Regions from separate parts of the Ovis aries genome. Here region 1 is linked to region 2. Evidence: chromatin contacts called from public Hi-C data. All regions are on one chromosome and are shown on one strand. Each heading gives the region's core, a stretch centred on a gene start, on an enhancer-like site or on the middle of the called end of the contact. The rest is flanking DNA. Distances are from core to core; before and after follow the strand shown. Region 1 overlaps AHNAK (AHNAK nucleoprotein). Region 2 overlaps AHNAK (AHNAK nucleoprotein).

Region 1 (3,997 bases), core at 930-3,429, 38 kb before region 2:
TAGTTTTAGGTGTACGAAAGAATGATTTGATCTATGTATATACTGCAAAATGATGACTCCGTTAAGCTTAATCTCAGTTCTGCTTTTTCATGTTGGGTCTCTGTGGAGTCACTTCACCTACCCTGTTCCCTATACCGTTCAGCTTAGACAGGAAACAAAGGGAAGCCAGGTGGCCTGGGGTGGGGACAGAGGAGTGGAGGGAGGGGAAGTGAGGATGCTGGGGACCGGCAGGTTCTCTCATGCCTCCTGCACAGTTGGGGCGGCTGGGTCTTGCTCTGGCCTTGCTCTGGTCTTGCTCTGGTCATCTGTATGACACACAAAGGGAGAGATGGTCTCCCTGCTTTTGGCCGAGGTAGAGCATAGGCAGCTCCTCTGCGAGCTCGCCTCTCTAATCTCATTTCCTTTCACTCACTGTCCTCTTCCTGTCTGTCTCTTGTCCCCCTTCCTGCTGGCTCTCAGCCATCATCATTCTTAAGTGGCCCTGTGCAGCAGGAAGGGAACTCTCCTTGGTGGCCGTAAGCACCCAGGAATTCCTAAGTCAGACCAGGCTTGGCTGTCCCCTTTCTTCCCTCTGTAGTTTGCTCTTAATCCCTCCATGAGGCCTGGGTAGTGGCATTGCAGCTGACCAACTGCAGACACCTTTTCCTCTTTCCCTGGCCTCAAAGAGCTGACCCTGACTTGGGCATATTTTATCAACCCCTGCCTCTCTACCAGAGACCCCTCTGCCGTCGACAAAGGAACTGATACCATAAGCTCCTCTATAATGTAAACTTCATGAAGGCTTATATATATATAACTAATACATATGTTAGCCACTGCACTGAGTCTTTGTTGCAGCGCATGGACTTCTCTTGTGATGGTCACGGGTTTAGTTACCCAGTGGCATGTGGGATCTTAGTTCCCTGACTAGGGATTGAACCTATGTCCCCTGCATTGCAAGGGGACCATTAGACCACCAGGAAAGTCCCCTGAAGTCAGATATTTTGAAGATTCCTCAGAGTCTAGAACAGTGCCTAGCCCTGTAGCAGGGTACTCAATAAATATCTGTTGAATGACCCTCCTCTTGTTGGAATAATCACCCTCCCGATGCTGATGGACACTTGGGTGGGCAGGTAGACATTTTCAGAGCTAATATTTCCAAAGACTTAATTTTTAATTATGCTGTGTAGCAATTAATTTTTGTAAAAATCTTAAACAAGGTACGTTCTCCTTGTCTCAAACCCATTTGCACAGTCCTCTGTAGTGCTGACCACTGTCATCACCTTGGCGTGGCCCCCTTGCAGACATTACTTGAAGTTTTTTGACATATCTGTTCAATAATCCAGATGTTTACAATTTGGTGGGTTAAAAGAAATCATAAATAAGACTATACCATATTGTCTTGCAATATGTTTTTTTTTTCTGCCTTAACGAGATGTTGTGGAGATGTTCTGTGTAGGTAGAGACAGATCGGTGTCATTCTCCTTCACTGCTGTGAATTATTGCATGGCCCAAATGAAGTACTGTATATTGTATGGTATTTCCCATGTCTACAAACAGCCTGGCACGTGCCATTTTGAGCACACGTAGAAGGATTTTACTTGACTACCTAGCTGTGAAATTGCTGAGCAAAGGAGCACGTGCATGTCGCATTTTAACAGCTGCTCCCAATCACCCTCCCCAAAGACTTGTATTCTTGCACATTCTGGGTATGAAAGCCCATGCTTTCTCTATATCCTTATTGATTTTTATTGAGCTCTGTTATTTTTCACCAATCTGTTGGTCAAAAAAAACATGATCTCAATGTTAGAATAAAAATTTCAGTTCGGTCTTCTTGGCCAGGAAATTGTGAGTGATTCACATTAGTAACATAATCACATGTATAGTAATAGCACCATTTAACCGCTATGTGCTTGGTTACTATTTTACACTGAGTGAGTAAGGAGGTCTCTACTCTTTTGCTTGGGAATATAGTTATATATCAGTTTTCTCCACACAGTTCTCTACAGTCTTATCCATGTTAAAAAACCAGCATCTGGGGTCTTGGAGGCCCCCTGTGGAATGGCTCCCCTCCCCCGTACCACGTATCCTCTCTTCTCTGGAGTGGCTCCAGCGAGTTCTTTGGTCACAGCCTGCCCTTCCTCCACGTCCTTTCCTGCCACACAGTGGTCATGTCCTGGAATGACGAGGCTGATTGTCCGGTCTGACACAGCAGTGCATTCTCAGCCTGGCCTCTAGAAGTTTCTCCTTTGATCAGTGCCGGACACGTCAGCAGAAGTCTTTAGCTTGTCCCTTGCTTGGCCTATCTTCTGGTACATCAGAAGCTGTATCACTGGCTGGACCTTGTCTTAGTTTTTCCCAAGCTCACCGGTCACCTAGTCCAATGTTTTCCACAGAGGATTCCCTTTTATTTATTTATTATTAAAAAAATTTTTTTGGCCATGCCAGGAAACATACAGGGTCTTAGTTCCCTGACCAGGGATTGAACCCAGTGTCCCCAGCAGTGGAAGTGTGGAGTCTTAACCAAAGGACCACCAGGGAGGTCCCAAGGAGTTCCTTTTAAAAAGAAAAACTTTAAGAGCATTTACAATCTTACATCATTTAATTTCATGATTCTTCCCTGTGCCCACCTCAACATCTTGGGTTCTTTCTTCCATTTCCCTCATCACCTGTATTCAGGAAAATGCTGAAATGGTGGCTGTGAAAGGATTTTTCTCCCTGAAAGTTTTCTCTGGGCTTGGTTCTCTATTACTAACATGGTATAGCTTAAAATCATTTAGTGCCTTAATGTTTATCTTTGGGGATTGAATTGGACTCACTACGTAGTACGGCTGAATTTAGGTTTCTGTCCAAGGTTTACAGTTGTTAGAGAGAACACAGGATTTTAAGGCAGTGTGGCTTGTTTTGATGGTTTCAGATTAATTTCCTATTTGTATCAGAAATTCATTGCCGGATGATTTATTTCCTTTCCTAAAGTCAGCTGAAAACAAATTTGTCTTTTACCCCTTTATCCAGTCCAACCGCTACAGAATCTTTTTTTTTTAATTTAATTTAATTAATTTATTTTTTTTAGAATCTTTTTTTGATGGTTTATTAATGGTAGTATTATTCTGTTATTTCTAAAGCACTCAAGTTTTGGCTACAAGTTTGCCAACAGGACACAGCAATATAATCTATGTAATTAGCTTAGGACCATACTTTCTTCAGGATAACTTCTTCTTTTGGAGATACTGGTAACTTTGCCTTGGACTTTTTTTTTTTTTTCTCCTTTCATATTTTCTAATATATGCTGCAAAATGTGAGTGGATGGTTTGATGGTTTTGAGTGTGGGTTCCTGAACCACATGGCCTGGTTTCAAATCCCAGCTCTATGACTTCCCAGCTGTGTGATCATGGGCAACTTACTTAAAGGTCTCTGTCTCAGTTTTCATGCCACTGGCTGTTAAAGAAGTGCAAGTACAGTGAGTCCCTTACTAGGGACCTTCAAGCTGTGAACTTTCAAAGATGCCCGTGTGCTTGCCGCCTCCTATTGTTGACGATCCTTCAGCTCTACCACCTCCCACGTCCCCTCCCTCCTCCAGTCAGTAACTCTTCTTGCCTGTTCACTCGATGCCAGCCCCTGTATGCTAGCTGTTATACTGCAGTACTGTACTTTTCAAGGTACTTTACTGTAAGATTAAAACGCTTATTTTTGTGTTTTTTAAAAATATATTATTTGTGTGAAAAGTATTATAAACCTATTACAGTCCGGTACTATATAGCCAGTTGTGTTAGCCAGGTACCTAGGCTAACTTTGTTGGACTTGTGAGTGTGCTCTTGGAAAGGAACTCGTTTGTATGTAGGGGACTCACTGTGTCATTTAACTGAAAGAGCGAACACATGAAAAAAACAGCCCATGGAAGCTATTGATGTTAACTGTGTTCTCCACACATTGGTTTCCATGTTGCTGCCGGACAGGATTCTGACACTGCCCAGGGAATCCTGCACTCATATAGGCTTTCTGTCCTGATGGGACCCCT
Region 2 (3,614 bases), core at 737-3,236:
TGCAGTCCAAGGGACTCTCAAGAGTCTTCTCCAACACCACAGTTCAAAAGCATCAATTCTTCGGCACTCAGCTTTCTTTATAGTCCAACTCTCACATCCATACATGACTACTGGAAAAACCATAGCCTTGACTAGATGGACCTTTGTTGGCAAAGTAGTGTCTTTACCTTTTAATATGCTGTCTAGGTTGGTCATAACTTTCCTTCCAAGGAGTAAGCGTCTTTTAATCCCTCCACCCACCCCCTTTGGTAGCCCTAAGTTTGTTTCTCGGTCTGTGAGTAAGAGGGATTATTTTTCTCGTGGTTAAGATGGCCAGTAGCAGACCTCTGGTCAATGTCACCGAGGTCCTCTTGACCTTCCCTCAGCTTCAGGAATCACATTCTCACACGGCTAAGTTCAAAGACAGGACACAGAGCCGCTTGGGCAGAGCAGGAAACAGCATCTTGTCCTCATGTCTCCCTTTATTTGTGGGGCTGGGTGGTGGTGGGGGGTTGTCCCCAGAAGACCCCAGCTGATCTCCACCTGTGTCCCACTGGTCAGAAAGGACCCATGTTACTGTTGGACTAGAAGCTGAAATAAAAGAATCTCCTTCCTGTGTTTGAACCAAGCTGGGAGTCTGCCAGCTAAGGAGAAGGGAAATGGCTTTGAATAGGCAACAAGCAGTGCTTGCCCCACGTACCTCTTGCAAGGAAAAATCTTTTCTGTTGGGTTCGTTGCCAAAAGGAAGTCAAATGGAATGGGTGTTGAGAAGTGGCTGTGAGCTTCAATGCTTCTAGATTTTTGTGACTCTTGAGAGGCAGTTCCCATTGAGTAGCCAGGCTGGGTTGTAAACTGCAGGGGCCTTAGGAATCCCCAGGGGGAAGTTCAGGAGATGAAATTGGGCTACTGGGAAGTTTGGAGTTCAAGGCGAGAGGAGAGATGGGACCTCTCTGGGCACAGGAGGCAGACACAGGAATTTTCATTCGAGGCATACCTGAAGGTGTGTATAGGCAGAGCAGAAGAAGCCAGCAGGAAAGAGAGGTAAGGATTTTGAAGCAAGATTGCAGTTGATTACTGTGCCCTGAAAGAAACCGGGGCGAGGGGGGGGGCAGGTGAGATCACTGCACAAGAGGTGCTGGCTGTTACTGGAACACAGGGGAGGTTTTTCTAAAAAGACTCAGATGCCTTCTGAGACTGGAGGTGGGCAAGATGGTGAAGACCCCTGGGGGAATGAAAATTCCTTATTTCCCTTGATATGACCACGGGCTTATTTAGAAATTGAATCCGTAACCCTGATCTTTACATCAACCTTTGTCTTAACATTTGATATAATAGACTCTCAAGAGATCTCCTTGGACTGGCAAGGAGATCATGCCAGTCAGTCCTAAAGGAAATCAACCCTGAATATCCATTGGAAGGACTGATGCTGAAGCTCCAATACTTTGGCCGCTTCATGCAAAGGGTTGACTCGTTGGAAAAGACCCTGATGCTGGGAAAGATTAAAGGCAAAAGGAGAAGGGAGCCGGAGAGGATAAGATGGTTAAATAACATGATTAGATAACATCGCTGACTCAATGGACTTGGAATTTGAGCAAACTCCCGGAGATAGTGAAGGACAGAGGAGCCTGGAGTCCATGGCGTTGCAAAGAGTCGGACTTGACTTAGCGACTGAAAAACAGCAACATACCAGACTCTAAAGAAACAGATCACGCTTGTGTGATCGTACACTGGAGAGCCCAAGAACAAAGCCTATCCTTGGATTTTCTTGTTCAGATGGACGCAGCAGCCCAGGACAAGGTCAGAGGCACGGCTACTACGCAGTATGATCCCGAGGGTGGAGGTCACTGCACACACAGCATGGGGCTATCAGATCCTGAAGCCAGTGGCCAGCAGGGTGGACAGCGAGAGCCGCGGGCTGGACAGAGAGGCCTTGGGATCCAGGTCCAGGCCCATCACGGACAAGCTGGGATTCGCTGGCACCTTCCAAGCCTGACATCATGTGCAGGGCTGTGGGTCATGGCGCCCGGCTCCTCCCTCTGCTGCCCACAGTTAGAGAACTTGCTGGCTCCACACAGGGGTTAAGGGAATGCCTCCCTGCCCCCTCCCCACCCCTCTCTGGGGAGTTGTGACCCTACTCAGTAGCCCCTGGAATAGAAGAGTGTTTTTCTTCCCCATTAGCCCTGGTCCGTCACTCCTGGCATCTTTCCCCTTTGTTTGGGGGAATGGTGGCCCAGCGCCCAGCTAGTAGGACTGGGAGCCAAACCTCTCCCCTCTGTTTATTCCAATCGTAGCTATGGCTGCAGCAGAAAGCAAACAGCAGTTTGACTAGAGGCAAGAGCTCAGTATTCCACAACACTGGAGGCTCGTGTCTGCTTACGTAGGCGGCATATAACACAACATTACGTTAAAATGAATATTAGCCCCAACAGGAAAAAAAAATGCATTTTTAAGGGAAAGTTCTTAGCAGGAGTGTGCGTCTGCTGAGTTGGTAAGATTGACACCTCCTCAAAAACTCCTTCATGTCCATCCCCAGCCTGTGCTGTCTCTGGGGTGTGGGTTCTGAAGGGAATACATCTGTCCAGGGATCACCCTCCTTATCCAGCACCTGGGGTAGGACTTTGGGCTTCATACACATCTCACGGAGTCGCTGGGGGAGGCTGACGTTGGTGAGAAGTGAGGAGCAGGATGGTCTGATCCCGTCAAACCTGCCACATTGGATCAGTCCAGCCCCGTTGGCTGGGTTGCCTGGACCCCACTTCATCATCTCTAAGAGGGGACTCATGATAATTTCTCCCCCACAGGGTGGCTATGGGGAGAGTCAGTGAGTTTATACCTGGGAAGTGCTTAGACGGGTGCCCAGAGGGAATCAGTCACTCAGTCAACAAACACAGGGTGCCTGGAGCTTATCCCTGTTGTGCCTTGTGGGAAGGAAGCTCCAGACGTGCCCTCAAGGAACCACCAGCATCTCAGTGGAGGAGGAAAATGGACACCGTGGATAGCAGCAGGGAACAGCGAGGCCTGGGGGACCAGCCCTTCCCGTGGAGTGGCTGTCCTGGAGGGCCTGCAGCTGCTGGGTGGGGTGCGCTGTCAGCCAGCCTCGCTGCTTAATCTCCTGGCAGCCGAAGCAGGGAGAGAGGAGAATCTGGTATTCATCGTATGGTTGTTTCTAATTTCCTTCTGCTTTCGAGATCCTCTTCTGCGAGAGAACAATGCCCTGAGAGGCTCAGGCTTCCTCAGCTGGGCACCCGCCCAGCTCTGGGGGAGGTGGCGCCCAGGAGCCAGCTAGACACTTGCAGGCCAATGACATCTGATTCCCATCTTCTGAGAAATCTCTGGGCACAGTGGGGTTTGGTGGCTGGTTCGAATCCCCTCTTGTTATTTGTCATTATATGCCTGGGGCTTGGAGTGAGTCCTCTGGATCTCATTTATGAGTATTCTCTGAAAACGTTCCCTATTTGCCCAGGAAGGACAGTCCTTCGTGTCCCACCAGGAAAGCAGTACCATTGGAGGCTGGCTGAGCAGAGCGGGCTGTCAAACCCACAGCTCTTGAGACGAGAGCCACGAGGCTGCTCTGTGCCACTGTGTCCCCAGGAAGAGGGGGGAGAGGGCAGGGCCCTTGGGCACATCGTCCAGCT

The links. A called contact is a pair of places that touch in the nucleus more often than the background predicts.
Region 1: a Hi-C map of liver shows a contact between it and region 2, with 2.1 times the contacts expected there. The contact joins two enhancer-like sites. A contact is called at or near these places in 3 of 16 Hi-C or Micro-C datasets (liver, omental adipose tissue and tail adipose tissue).

The regions. Positions count from the first base shown.
Region 1 is chr21:37,395,098-37,399,094 of ARS-UI_Ramb_v3.0, reverse strand. The region is part of intron 4 of AHNAK (AHNAK nucleoprotein); the gene reads left to right. Among named protein-coding and RNA genes, the nearest start is that of AHNAK, 47 kb to the left of the region's middle. Within about 2 kb of position 2,179, at least 9 of the 54 cell types and tissues checked have an H3K27ac peak or open chromatin away from gene starts, as enhancers often do. A contact at or near this core is called in liver, where this site is marked.
Region 2 is chr21:37,357,348-37,360,961 of ARS-UI_Ramb_v3.0, reverse strand. The region is part of intron 5 of AHNAK (AHNAK nucleoprotein); the gene reads left to right. Among named protein-coding and RNA genes, the nearest start is that of SCGB1A1, 23 kb to the right of the region's middle. Within about 2 kb of position 1,986, at least 33 of the 54 cell types and tissues checked have an H3K27ac peak or open chromatin away from gene starts, as enhancers often do. A contact at or near this core is called in liver, where this site is marked.